Linked DNA regions of Rattus norvegicus: all the other regions are linked to region 2. Evidence: chromatin contacts called from public Hi-C data. All regions are on one chromosome and are shown on one strand. The core of a region is the stretch at or near the end of the contact, and the rest is flanking DNA. Distances in the headings are between cores, read along the strand shown. Region 1 holds the start of Plekha6 (pleckstrin homology domain containing A6). Region 2 holds the start of Snrpe (small nuclear ribonucleoprotein polypeptide E). Region 3 holds the start of Kiss1 (KiSS-1 metastasis-suppressor).

Region 1 (4,260 bases), core at 513-3,012, 430 kb after region 2:
AGCGCTAACACGTTTATCACCTCGCCACCAATGGGGAAACCAAAGGCTTTTAATAATTCATTATCTGCAGCCCAGCACTCGTCGAGTGGTTGTGCGGAGACACAGACCCCGCTCTTTTCTGCAAGGAAAGCCAGGCAACTGTGCAGGTGCCCAAGCTGCTCTTGCCACCGTTCTGGAAGCACTGCTGCTCCACCCCCACCCCCACCCCCACCCCAGGCCGCCGACCAAGGCACTGTGACACGGGCGCATCCCTCAAGCAGAATGGGCTCGACTTTTGCCCAGGCTAAACCGCAGCTGCCCAGAGGTGGGTGCTGCCGCTGGAGAGTTGCACCCGTAGAATCCTCCCCACTTCCACATGATTCAGAGGCTCGGGATGGGAGGACCGGGCCAGCACCTGCAGTGCCCCGCAGCCATCTGGACAGGGGCTCTGGCAGAGGCGTGCCAGCTAGGGCTCCGCCCACGCATGCTGGAGACCTGGCGGCTGAGTGCGCCACTGGAGATGCCAGATGGAGAGCGAGAGGTCTTGAGGGACTTGAGATGAGCTGCCCAGTCCTAAAGGCTACACCTCTTGGGACACTTACTAGGGACGTGTCCTTCTTTCTCTCCCGCCCCTTCCCCTCCTCCCACCACGCTCTAACCCGCCTCTCTCTGCATTCAGGGTCTCCCATCTCTTACTCTCTAGCCAGACTGGTTTGCAGTCCCAAAAGGGCATCTCCCAGTAACAGCCTTTCCCTCCCCCCCCCTCCTTCCTCACCTTCCTCCGCCCTCCCCCCTTGCGTATCTCTCTGGCCACTTCAACCCTAGACTCCTCACACAATAGCCCAGTCCTAGGGCTTTAAACAGCAGCAATTTGCTTTTTCATCACCAACACGGCATGTTCCATCACCGCCCCTGTCCACATGCCCTTTAGCAGCTACCCACTGAGCCGCAGACACCCCCTAAGAAACCAAGAGCCTCTGATCCCTTCCACTGAGGAAGGAGAGCCTCCAGCGACCTGAACCTGACCCCTGAACCCTTCCATCTCTCTTTCCTACAAAATTAAGATAGGGTGGGGCTGCACCTTGGAGGTTGGCAGTCCCAAAGCTGCCTTCACCCGGGGACGCAATTCAAATCTAATCAATTCATGTGGTGCCGGCCCTTCCTTAGGGATTCTGGAGGGGTGAGGTCACAGAAAGGCTATAATTAGCATTCTCAGCATCCATGATCCCTAAGTAAGGCTGCCAAGGCTGAGGATGAAGAAGGCAGTTCACTGCAGTGCACACAACCCTGGCCTTTGCGGCCAACACCGGCTGCCAGCTCTGCCCCAGCCCAGCCTTCTTTCTCCCACCTCTTAGGTCTGGTGCACCTAAACGGACTCACCGGCTGGGCCTTGGAGGTGTGATCCCGCGCTGAGAGCGCTAAGCGCGATTTCGGAGGCACCCTTCCCCCAGCTCGCACCAGCTGGGGTCCTCCTCCCCCACCCCTGGGGACCCCTTCGGAAGAGCGCGGCTCTGGATCTAATCTGATCTAATCAGTCATCTTCTCGCTGGCAGATCCCTGGCTCCGGGGAGAGGATGCTGTTGTGGTTACTGCAGGATCCAGCACCTTTCCCAGGCAGAAGCAGCTGGGCATGCTCCATCGGCTCCCGTGGGGATTTCAGACCACGTGACTCTCCCTCCCCAAGCTGTCACTTAGGATCAGGAGTAAATAGTCCCCTGAAAGGTTTAACTCCATCCACACCAGTGACAAGCTGCTAACCACCCTTGCAACCCTCCCCGAAGAGAAGGGGTTGGTGGGCACAGCCTCCCCAGCCGCCCCACAGACAGGACAAGGCTGCCCCCCAGAGGGCATCTGGGCCTACATATGGATTAGCCGCGTTTCCAGAGGCTTACCACAGGAGACTGCAGAACGCTTTTGCCCCTGGGCTTGGCAGGATGGTGGGACCTCATACACCCAGTCTGCCTAGTGGTGGCTTTTCAGCTCTGTGACTATCCCCAAACAGAGAGACCATTTCTGGGTATCAGGAGGGCTTTGCTGGAATCCTAATACTTCCATATCTCTCAACACAATGAATTTAAAGGAAAACGTTGGGAGATCTGGGATCCATTTAAAACAAAAACAAAAACAAACAAACAAGAAACAAAACAAAACAGGATCTCATAGTCTTCAACCCAGACTGGTCTCCAGTGACCAGTCTGAGGGTGTTAGCCAAGCCCGGAACCTGTGCTCTTCAGTACTGATGGGCAGGAGCAGGGAACTTTAAACAATAAGGTTATAGCCCTGTTTCTGCTGCAAATATTGTCAGGGGCTTTCCCCATCTCTCTCCTCCACTGTGCCTCAGTTTCTTTCTTTTCACATCTCTCTGGGAAACTAGGTGACAGTGGATGAATGGAACCTTGGTTTTATGGCCAGGATCTGAAAGGAGTGGGAAGGATTTGCCTTTAACTTCCAGGGGTTTTGTCTCTGCCACACCTTGGACCCAGAGCTGGAGACCATGCTATTGAGGCCACTTCTGAACATAGAAACATTCCAAAAAGCAGGAATGGATGAATACCTGCAAGGCCCCACCCACTTGATAATTCTATTGTTATCTATAAATAAACTGTCTTGATTTTTTTTTTTAAACAAAAGCATCCTAGGCAGAAGATGTTGGCTCAGTTGAGTGCTTGTCCAGGACACAGGAAATGAAGCCTTAGGGGTTTGCAAACAAGCACCCCATAAAATATGGTGTAGACAAGAAGATCAGAAGTTTAAAGCTATTCATGACTACTCAATGAGTTCGAGGCCAGTTTGAGCTACATGAGGTCTTGTGGCAAAAGAAAAAAGAGCAAAGCAGAAAAGCAACCGGTCCCCACTCTGAGTCTCACCATGGTGTGTGAGCATCCCTGGGTGAGCATCCTGTGTGAGCATCCCTGAGTGAGCATCATTTTTTTGTCACCTGGAGCACTTTCTTTAAAAAACGAATCTGTTTTAGAAGGCACAAAAGAACAGCGCCCGACCCCCCAGCACCCAGGAAGAGATAGATTAGGAGTGGGGAGATATGGGGGAGACCTGACAGAGTAAAGTCAAGAGCCTGAGGAGGTACCTAAGGGACAAGCCTTCTCATGCCTGCTCAGGGCAGGTGAGCACATTGTGGCTTAGCTGCTCCCTTGGGAGGGTTTCCCCTCTCTTCCCCTCAGCAAGATGAGCTGCCAGGCTGGTCCTCAATGACTCTCTGGGAAAGCCTCTCAGCTAAAGGGGCAGGGAAGTTGTGAGTAAGGGCCCAGTGCCAGGCCCAGTTCACCTACCCAGCTCTCCAGGACTTGGCAAGGTTGCCTGGTACAGGTGGGGCCCAGTCAGCATCTAGGCAGCCAGAAATGAGGGACTCTTGGGGGGGGTCTCTGGCCTTGAGAAGTTGATGGAGCAAAGTGCGGTTGGTTAAGAGAGATCCCAGTATACAAGAGAGGACTGGAAGGGGACGAAGACCCCAACTGAAATGCCACACAGTCCTTAGGCAGGTGGAGAGGGCAGCCAACAGACAGGCCTGCTGGGCGGGTTTCCTCTTTGGCAGACAGAGAGTGAGCGCTCCAGACAAGACTCTGGCTCACCCAGAAGCTTGAGCCAGAAGGGTGGCTGCTTCCAGAGGATACTGGGGCTCCAGGGGGTATGAGAAGCCAAAGGGATGATTGGGCTGGGCACAGTGCCTTCCTGCTGGGGAGCAAAATGGGAGCTGTAAGAGGGCTTCTGGGGCTGGCAGGATGGAGATGGCAGAGCTGAGAAAGCAAGTATTCCCTGCCAAGTCTAAATCTTTTCCTCTGTTAGCCCAGCCGAGAAGCAAACTGCTCTGAGAGAGGCTGAGGAGGAGGCCTGAGGAACAAGGATCCCCAGAGAAAGCGCCTCTGTGGTCCTGTCTTCCCATTCCAGGTCCAACCTCATCCCCCTCACTCACACCTTCAAAGATGGTCACCACTCTACACTCCCCACTGGCCCTGGTGGTCACTAAACTGGTGGATTAGCTGCCCCCTGGGGCCCACCTTTCCCCTAGAGGCCTTGCCCCTGCTCCTTCACCCAGAACACATTACCTAGGAATCATGGAGGGGCCTGATAGTGAAGTTGTCAAAAGACTTGGGTTCCAGACTCAGCTCTACCCCTGACTAATACAGCGCCTCTGAACTGGGCACTTGACCGCTGAGCCTCAGTTTTCCTCATCTATAGACGAGGTTTGTCTGCAGTGCAGATCCCCCTTGCCTTTCCTTCTGAGGAGTAACATTTGCCTTGCACGAGACAGAGCTGGTAGGACCC
Region 2 (4,818 bases), core at 1,288-3,787:
AGGCAAGTACTGAAGTAGTTAGGGATCTTTGCATTTGAGATAGAGTGGGTCTATGTGGGCTCTTTCCAGGCTGCCTCTGAGGGCAGTAGATTGCTTACGTTTGGAGTGTGATATGTTCTTTTTAAAGACATAATTTCAATTCCCCCATGTAAAAAAAAAATTAAGTGTAGGGAGCCGTATTGGATTTGGGCCTGGCCGTTTTGTGACTGTATAGCTCAAAGTAGCTACGTGACTCTTGGCTGCATGGCCACACATACTCCTCTAAGATGACTGTCATAAAGCCTCGAGATTGTGGGACAAAAGCCTCTCCCATGAATTTACGGCACAGGAAGATAACATCCACGGGATGCTTCAGCCCAAGCAAATATCAGTTATCTCCTGAGTCAACACCCGGTGTCTCCACTGCCTGACCTCATCGTCTACCGCCTGACCTCTTTGCCTCCAGCTATCACTGCCTATACCCTCGTCTCCCCTCCATCCTTCGTGTTTCACAAAGGTCACTCCCCCTACCTGAAAGCCTTAAACGCTGTAACGTTCATCCCAATAAATGAGACCTTGACAATGGAATCTTGCTTGGTCTCTTTCTTCTCTCGCCCCCCATTGGCCCAAGGGTAGCGCCCCTTCGGAACCCTGAATAACTGGACCCGCTGGACGGGTCAATTAAGTTTCTTTTTGTAGCTTAAAAATAGCTTTTATCCAGGTGTGGTGGCACATGCCTTTTGACTCAGCACTCTGGCGGGAGAGGAAGGTGGATCTTTGTGAGTTCAGGCCAGCCTGGTCTACGCTGTAGCAAGTTCCAGGACAGCCATGGCTACAAAATGAGACCCTGTCTTTAAAAAATAAAAAATGAAAGCTTTCATCATAATACTTTTCTAAGATTGGAGTTCCTGTTATTCTCATCTGAAGAAGACCTTAGGTTCTGTTGTTTGACTTAAGTGTTATCTTTTAAAGTGCCAGCCCCCTTATATACCATCCAAAAGCCTTTCAAGTCTGAGCTTCCTTATCAGAAAGAGAATATTTAAATAAATGCTAAATATCAAACATTATAAAATATTAGATAATGTTTGAACCAGGCCAGAAGCCCCGTCATAACAGAAAACTGAGTAGGCTTGCCTACTAATGTAGGGACATTTAATCAGTCCCTTTTCTTGCTAGTTGCGTTATGGGGTGGGGGTCTCTAACAGAGACCAGGCTTTAACATACACACACATCCGGATGGCTCCTGACTTACAATTCTTCATCCTAAAGATGGTGCGAAAGCAATATGAATTCCATAAAACTCAAGACTTTGCATTTCAAATTTTGATCCTTTCCCTGGTAAGCTGCTCCAGATACTTTCTGGTGAGGTGGGGGCAGCTGCAGCTTCGAGAAAGGCTGATTTGTGGTGTTGGTGTCGAGTAGGCTAGGCATAGACATTTTCCCCCATTTTATGTGTGCATGTCTGTGTATATGCACATCTGCATGTGGAGTCTGAAGGATGTCATCAAGTGTCCTTCTGAGCCACTCCTCATCATATCCTTTGAGTCAGGGACTCTCATTGAACTTGACGATGGAGCTAGAGGAGTTGGCCATCACGCCCAGGTGTCCTCCTGTCTCTGCAATCCCAGTGCTGGAATTACAGGCACGTCATTTTGTGTAGGTGTTGGTGACTGACCTCATGTCCCACCTACTGAATCATCTCCCCTGGATCGTAGGTATTTGTATTAAATGCATTTATTTATTTATTTATTTATTTATTTATTTATTTATTGACTTACATTTCCAACTTTTGAAACAAGGCCTCATGTAGCTTAGACAGATCTGGAATGTACTATTTAGCAGACGGCCTTAAGCTAATACTCTTGCTTGAGCCTTCCACAAGCTGAGATTACAGTGAGTGCAAATTCCGTACAGTTCAAGGAATATTTGTGCACTACTGCCTCCTTGAATCTTCACACACACACACACCCCTTGCCGGATGGAGATGGTGAGGCCTAGTCACTTATTATCAGTGGTCACACAACTAAGAGGAATTTTGAGCCCAACAAGCCAATCAGTTGGATTGCCATCTTGGGTTACCAGCTCAACAGTAACTCTCCATAAAGGTGATGAGGGTTGAATCTGTTATTGAGCAAACCACAGCTACATCACTGCTTTGGGCATGACAATCCAGACGCTCTGGGGCCCAAAACGAATAAGGGAAGTCTGCAGATGGTTTTGGACAATATGCCGCCCGCCTGGAGGCCACCAGACCTAAAATCCAGAGCAATTCTCAGAATAGCACCTAAGCAGAGGCAAACCTCTCAGTACAGGCGCCTGGCCGAAGCCCTGAGCGCCTTCAGCCTACCTCCAGGTGGCGCTGTAGGACAGACCTCGGTTTCAAAGAGCGGTGGACTCGGAAGGCGGCCGGCGGAGGCTATAAGCATAGAGAAAAAGCGGCTCCGTGGCTAGAGAGGCGTTTCCTAGCCACTGGCCCGCCGACGACTACAGGCACTTCCGTTTCCAGGTCTTGCTTCCGGAAGTCGCTTGCTGAGGCGGTCTTCCTATTCGTGTGGTCTTTGTGACTTCCACCATGGCGTACCGCGGCCAGGGCCAGAAGGTGCAGAAGGTGATGGTGCAGCCCATCGTATCCTCCGCGGCGTGAACTCTGGGCTTTGGGTCCGTAGGCGCTGTGAGCGTGGGCGGGGAACAGGGCAACCTGGTACGGGCCGCTTCCCGTGAGGCCCCGGGGCGTACTGAGGAGGCCGGAAAGCGCGCGGAGTTGAAGGGCCGCGGGAGGCGGGCTCGGGTGTACTGTGGCGGGCATGCGGTACGGAATGGAAGTGGGGTCGACAGAATAGGAGAAGAGGATGTGGGTCATCAGGAAGTTTTGAGAAACGAGGCCGGTGGGGAGGGAGTGCCTTTCGAGTTTCTAGTGCATCCCGAGTGCTTGCTGCAGATGGACACTAGTGCTTGCGTGTGTAGCCCGGCCTGGCCTTAGGGCGCTGGAGAGTCAGACAAGATTGGGAGCAGAGTAACTACTGTTTGTATGTTTTCCTTGATCGCTGTGGTACACAGAACCTTATCTTCAGATACTTGCAAAATGTACGTAAGTTACTTGTTTCCTTATTGTTATTGAAATGAAGGTTGGGCCTATTTGATTATTTGTATCAACTTCTCTGATCCTAGTGCTTAGACTTAAAAATTGAGGGTTGGGGGCACCACAGTTGAGGATAAGGTCCCAGGGAAAGCGCTAATTAATAAAATGGTGTATGTCCATGCCTAATTTAAGCATGCACACAGTTACCATTATTCTCCAAGAACAAAATCATTGATTTCATAGAATTTGTCATCGGAGTTAGCAGTGACAGGTGTATATTGCTTTTTCCTTAGTAGCACTTAAAATGGAGAGAAGACACAAAAAAGGTGGGGGGTGTGGTGGTGGGGGAGTTAGATACAAAGAAACTAGTGGCAAATGGTCTTCTTTGGGGAGATTTTCACGGTATTTTTAGAGTGTTACAACACAAATGAAAAACAGTTTTAAGCGATTGTAATTTTTAATCGTCAGATTTGCTTTGTGCTGTCCTGTGACCAGTTTAAACTGTAAATGTATTCATGCCAGAAGCAAAAATAAATTTTCAGAGTAGGAAAATTTGTTTGAACAGCCCAGTTGGAGCATTTGTTAAATGTTTCTCAGCAGATTCACCAGAGTTGCTAGCTCTTAGATGTAGACTAACTATTTCTAACTTTTGGCTTATATTCATTGGCATTTTTAAGGTAAGTCATTTATTGTGGAGTCAAAGTAATGGGGTGGGATCTGTTTACTGTTTCTAAAACCGTTATTTTTATTTCAGAGATCTCGAATTCAGGTGTGGCTGTATGAACAAGTGAATATGCGGATAGAGGGTTGTATTATTGTGAGTATCCAGGCTATTTTTCCTCTGGATGTTATCAGAAAAAGACATCTCAGAAGATGGCCAGAAAGAGCAATATATACAAGGAGTCAAGGACCCAACTCAAGAAAGCTCTTCAGAACTTGAGTTTTATTTATTTAGCCTCCTCTCCTTGCTTTGGTTGATAGGGTTAGATAGTACTTTTTTTTTTTTCCTTTTTTTCGGAGCTGGGGACCGAACCCAGGGCCTTGTGCTTGCTAGGCAAGCGCTCTACCTCTGAGCTAAATCCCCAACCCCAGATAGTACTTTTCTTAAAGGGAAGAAAGAGTTAAACTTTTAAGAAGAGCTTAGTTTGTGAGGAGAAGGAACAAAAAAATCAAAATGAGAGGGGGATGGGGAGTGCTAGAGGACGGTGATTCTGGATTAGATAATCCCTGAAGAGAACTGGTAGGGTTAGATGAGACTTCAGCTTTTTGTTTGGTGCTAGGGATCAAACCCGGGTTTTGTGGATACCAAGCACCTGCTCTACCACACAGCTACAATCTCAATAGGTTTTTGTTGTTATTTTAGATTTATTTGTCTGAGTGTTTTGCCTGTGTGTGTTTAGTGCCCAAACAAGTCAGAAGTTGTCGGCTCACCTGAAGATGGGTGGTTCTTAGCCTCCGTGTGGGTGCTGGGAACCAAACCTGGGTTCTTTGCAAGAGCAGCAAGGACTCTTAACCACCGCACCATCTCTCCAATCTCTGTTGTTTCTTTGTGTGAGGCAGTCTTATAAGAGAGACTTAACACATGCAAATCCTCTTGTCTGACCTTCTACAATGTTAAGATTGTGGAAACTTTAAAAAAAAAATTCTTTTTAAAGCTTTATTTATTTTTATGTGTGTTGGTGTTCTGCCTGCCATTATTTGTGTGAGGGTGCCAGATCCCCTGAAACTGGCGTTATCAACAGATTGTGAGCCGCCATGTG
Region 3 (4,683 bases), core at 2,122-4,621, 280 kb after region 2:
TTCTCAAGTGCAGAAACTGAACTCGTGTCGGTACCTTGGCTACAGTCTGAAAAATACAGCGAGTCTCTGTCTTCAGACACACCAGAAAAGGGCATTGAATCTCATTACAGGTGGTTGTGAGCCACCATGTGGTTGCTGGGAATTGAACTCAGGACCTCTGGAAGAGCAGCCAGTGCTCTTAACCACTGAGCCATCTCTCCAGCCCAAATAAAGCGAGTCTCACGTGCACTGACTCTCTTGCCCCCTTTTCCGGGATGGTGTGTACCTGTGGGTTCAGGGTTCACCACAGGTGCCATTTTTGCCAGTGGCTCCCCAAAAGAGGCCACACAGAGGAGAAGCAGCAGCTGCCAAGAAGCCAGCGAGATCATTCTGGAAGAGGCAGATCCACAGGGTGTCCAGAGGCTGAGACGAAGAGAGGCAATGAAGACCAGGCCAGAGTTAGTATTCACCAGAGCCTACCTAGGTCAAAGAGAGCGCCTGGGGGAGAGGAGAAAGCCCGGTGACCAGAGATGATCAGAAGGATAAGCCCCAAACAAGGCCACCGGAAACAGGACTGAGGGACGGAAGAAGGCAGGGAAAATGGGAAGGGTCTGATTTGGTGGGAAGGGCTGAGAAGCCTTGGTTGGACCGTGGTAGGGCTCTGGGTGGAAGGTTTGCAGGGCAGGGATGCTGAAGAAGAATAAATGTCATGCACAGGAGTAGTCAGGGAGGGGGAGGTTGGTAAGGTCAGGCAGGAGTGTGCTCTGAGGTTCAACTATTCTCTTGGGAGCCTGGAACCAAGCCCCGTGCTGGGTCCTGTGCTCTGCTCTCCTACGCAGCACCCAATCTTCCTCAATCTAGCTCTGTCCCCATGATATAATAGAAACCCAGTTTCTTCTCTCTTCCAGGGAAAAAGGAAGAAAGAGGCAATCATCTTGCACATTCTCAAAGCCCTCCGCAGCCTGGGAGACCATCATCAAACTGTCTTATTGCCTATAATTCAGGGCAGGGAAAGCCTTTCTCTCCTCTGGCCCGTCAGTCACTTCTGTTCTCGTGGGCTCTGGGAGGTTGTGAACTAAATTGGCCTCATCAGTTTGACTGCTGAGGTAGGAGCTGTGTGGCCTGACCCTCATCTGGCCACTCCACCTTTCTCCTCTCCTGCTCCCCACTCCACCCCACGTCTCCAGCTCCCAAGTCCAATTTCCCTTTGAAAATGTCACCAAGCACTTTGAAACTGTCCAACAAATGGCATTAAGTGCCCTGGGAGGCTGGAGGCACAACAGGCGGAACCCAGGGCTTCTGTTCAAGGACAGGAGTGAGGACAGATATCCTTGTGAGCCATGATGGCGTGATCTCTCGGCACCGTGCATCTTGCCACTTTGTCCCCAGTCCTACCCCTGCCACCTGACTCCAGACTCACACATGAATCCTGAGTTTCAGTGCTCCAGCTCTGGCCTCATCCCACGAGACATAAGCGGACCACACCCATCTCCAGGCACCATTGGTTAGCCTGGCCCCCAGCTGCTCAATGAGATGGCTGCCAAGACTAGCAGACTATGACTCTGTGACATTCCAAAAGCCAGGCACTTTCTGTAGATGCCCTGAGGCTTGAATAGAAATACAGTGGAAACCAAAATCAGTAGACGGTCTGGATCACAAGGACCAGGGTTAGGAAGTCACTGCTGAAAGTACTGACAATACAAGTAGTACTGTGTAGGTGCTGGGGTGCTGAGGGTGCAGGGACCCCCTGATCTCAAGGTGCTGAGGGTGCAGGGACCCTCTGATCTCATGTCTAGTTGACTCACAGGCAGCTTGTATAAATAGATCATTCCAAAATGACACCAGACACATGCTAACAGCTGATGGCAGCTGGGGAGTCTGACGGGAGGGTCCGGGCTGGTGCTGGCACCCCAGCATGCACCAGATGAAGAGGGCTCTCAGAAGCCACCTCAGGGGATCTGCAGGACCGATGACGCCAGGGGGTCCAGGATGGCAGGCAGGGCTGGGTATAGAGGTGCTGGATACAAAGTTAGCGCTTTATAGGGAGAGGAAGCCATGCCAGGTTATACCCCAACGGGGCCTGAGGAGGGCAGGAATGTGTCAGCGTGCTCCGTAAGTGGTACCTCGTGTTTTCTCTAAACAGAGAAGGTGGTGAGGGAGGTAGGGGAGGGGAGGTGGAGAGGGAGGAAGGGGAGGGGAGGTGGAGAGGGAGGAAGGGGAGGGGAGGAGAGGGAGGGGAGGTGGGGAGGTTGGTGATCCAGACTTCTGCCTCTCATCCCTCTAGTACTCTGCACTATCATGGACAGCATTTTTCAAGTGTACCAAGGGAGAACTGTGCCTGCTCACGACACACCCTTACCCCACGTATACACACGTACCACATATGAACACACTACATACAATGACCCGACATGGTGAGATGATGGCTCAGCAGATAAATGTGCTTGCTAGCTACCGCGCTTGACGATCTCAGTTTAACCCCTTGGACCCACATGGCGGAGGGAGAAAACCACCTCCAGAAAGTTGTCCTCTGACTCCCCTGGGTGCTCTGCGCTTACACACATGCGCAGAAAAAAATAAATGATAAACAAATGTCATAACATACGAAGCACAAACACCTCACATACATACCACACACATCCCACAAGTAACACACATGCCACATGTACCCCAGACCCCAATAACTCTCAGTTGCCTATTCTAGAGAGCGCTCAGTGCATGAGAACTGAAATGTTAGAAAACAAAAAGGAACATGCCCGCCCCCTCTCCCCCTTTCAGTATGTAAGAAACCGGAAGAGGTTTATCTGGTCTGCCATGAACAATCATGGTGGTTCCTTTCACTCTAGGGGCTTTTAGATCTAGTAAACAACAGAAATTCTAGGCGTGATCAGAAGGTTTTTGACATAAGATGGCTCCTTCCAGCGGTATCCCCCCCCCCCCCAGTTCTTAGCAAGTTGCTCAAAGCATATATATGTATATAGTTAGTTTTATATTGGGGGGAAAGGCTCAGACAAGCCGTGGTGAGCCCATGAACCCAAAGGGCTTGCCAAGCTCCCTTCAGGTAGTTCCCACAAAGAGTCTCTTTACAACATCCACTCCTTACGCGGCAGAAGTGGGCTCTGAGAACACCCAGCGACACACAAGACACAAGACAACGTCTTCATCACTGCATTCCTGGATCCCTGCTTTCCTTGCCTCCTTCTCCCTTGATGCTTCAACTGGCCTTGGGTTAGAGGCCTGCTCCTCTAGATCCTCCCTGGGTCAGGGCAGTCCCAAATCCTGTGGGCAGTGTGCCTACCTTGGCTGGGTCCTGGCTTGAGGGCCGGAGGGAGAAGAGCCACTTGGGTAGTTGGAGCACACTGAGGGGAGCCTCTGGCTCCTGGGCTTCCTCTATCTGGCTGCCCGATCACAGCCCCTTTTATGAAGTCTGGATGGGTGACGTATCCCAGCATAATCCCACCTCTGCCCTCCCGGACCCTCCTCAGGGCTCCACTCCCTCCCTCTGGCCCCCGCCTCCTGGCTCTCAAGTCTGGAGCCAGCGACTTGCTCGCCCCCAGAAACCATCCAAGGCTGTTCTCATAAGCTCACTGGCTCTCCCATCATCTCTAGCCTCTTGACACCCCTCCCTCGCAGCTGGAGACTCATTGTACCCCAAACAATGCAGAGAAAGTATCTGAGGAGTGTGTATATTGTGTATATGTGAAATGACTTGCCTTTCTCTGCCAACACACACACACACACACACACACACACACACACACACTCTTTCTCACACAAACACTCACGCACACACACTCTTTCTCACACAAACACTTACACTCTGAAGTGAATTTGATGACGACACAGGCTGGAGGAGGAGGAGCGAGGCACAGTCTGACCTAGAGGATCCTTGAGGCCCACATGCTGCCCTCTCTGAGAGAAAGAAGCCAGGTCAGATTGGCCTCCACCAGAATTGACTCCTTGACTGTGAACTAAGACGGGGGGGGGGTGGAACCCAGGGTTCTCCTCCCCTCCCCTCCCTTTCCCACTAATTACTGAGCACCTGCATGGCACAGAGGTTGACAAGCATGTGATATGTGACATGGCCAGATGTGCTGGACAGTTATATAAGCAGTTGTTAGGAAGGGGGCAAAGCTGGTCACAGCAGCCCACACATGAAGTTCTACCTCCTGGCTGGCTGAGACAGAAGGATGGTAACTTTAGGCCAGCCTGGGTTACCCAGAGAGTTCCAGACCAGCATGGGTAACAGAGTGAGATCTTGTCTCCACAAATCAAGAAGTGGCAGGCATGGCGGTGCATTCCTTCAACCGCAGCCCTTGGGAGGTATAGGCAGGCAGAGCTCTGATCTACGGACAGGCTGTTCTACATAGTGAGATCCTCTCTCAAAAATAAAGTATTATTATAATTATACAGAAGGAAGGTGGAGAGAGGGCATGGCTATTTTCTATTTTGCATTTGCTATTACTGAGCTGGCTTTGAAAAGAAAGCAGATGTGGAGATGGGGCAGCTCTCAGTGCCTTAAGGGCGGGGGCAGGCCTCCCCATCATGTATAGATAGAGACACTGCAGCTACCCCACTGCTAGGCATAAAAAGAAGGGGTTCCGTGGATGCTCACAGTGACTCTGCTCTTTCCTTCCCTCCCTCCTTTCTTCCCTCAAGGTTGCTGCTGTCGTTGTTTGTTCATATTCGATTTGATTCGATTCG

Evidence for each region. A called contact is a pair of places that touch in the nucleus more often than the background predicts.
Region 1: a contact with region 2 is called in a Hi-C map of Schwann cells, with 7 times the contacts expected there. The contact joins the promoter of Plekha6 here to the promoter of Snrpe in region 2. A contact is called at or near these places in 4 of 12 Hi-C or Micro-C datasets (Schwann cells, frontal cortex, liver and 1 more).
Region 3: a Hi-C map of liver shows a contact between it and region 2, with 3 times the contacts expected there. The contact joins the promoter of Kiss1 here to the promoter of Snrpe in region 2. A contact is called at or near these places in 8 of 12 Hi-C or Micro-C datasets (Schwann cells, frontal cortex, hepatocytes and 4 more).

What each region holds. Positions count from the first base shown.
Region 1 is chr13:47,180,911-47,185,170 of GRCr8, reverse strand. Plekha6 (pleckstrin homology domain containing A6) reads right to left here and starts at 1,762. Exons shown (of 27, transcript NM_001427839.1): 1 at 1,360-1,762.
Region 2 is chr13:47,606,970-47,611,787 of GRCr8, reverse strand. Snrpe (small nuclear ribonucleoprotein polypeptide E) reads left to right here and starts at 2,537. Exons shown (of 5, transcript NM_001271237.1): 1 at 2,537-2,605; 2 at 3,037-3,063; 3 at 3,813-3,875. The coding sequence starts at 2,552. It overlaps LOC134481497 (a long non-coding RNA gene), which reads right to left and starts at 2,467. Exons shown (of 2, transcript XR_010057007.1): 1 at 2,327-2,467.
Region 3 is chr13:47,325,847-47,330,529 of GRCr8, reverse strand. Kiss1 (KiSS-1 metastasis-suppressor) reads right to left here and starts at 3,371. Exons shown (of 3, transcript NM_001412625.1): 1 at 3,278-3,371; 2 at 266-402. The coding sequence starts at 368.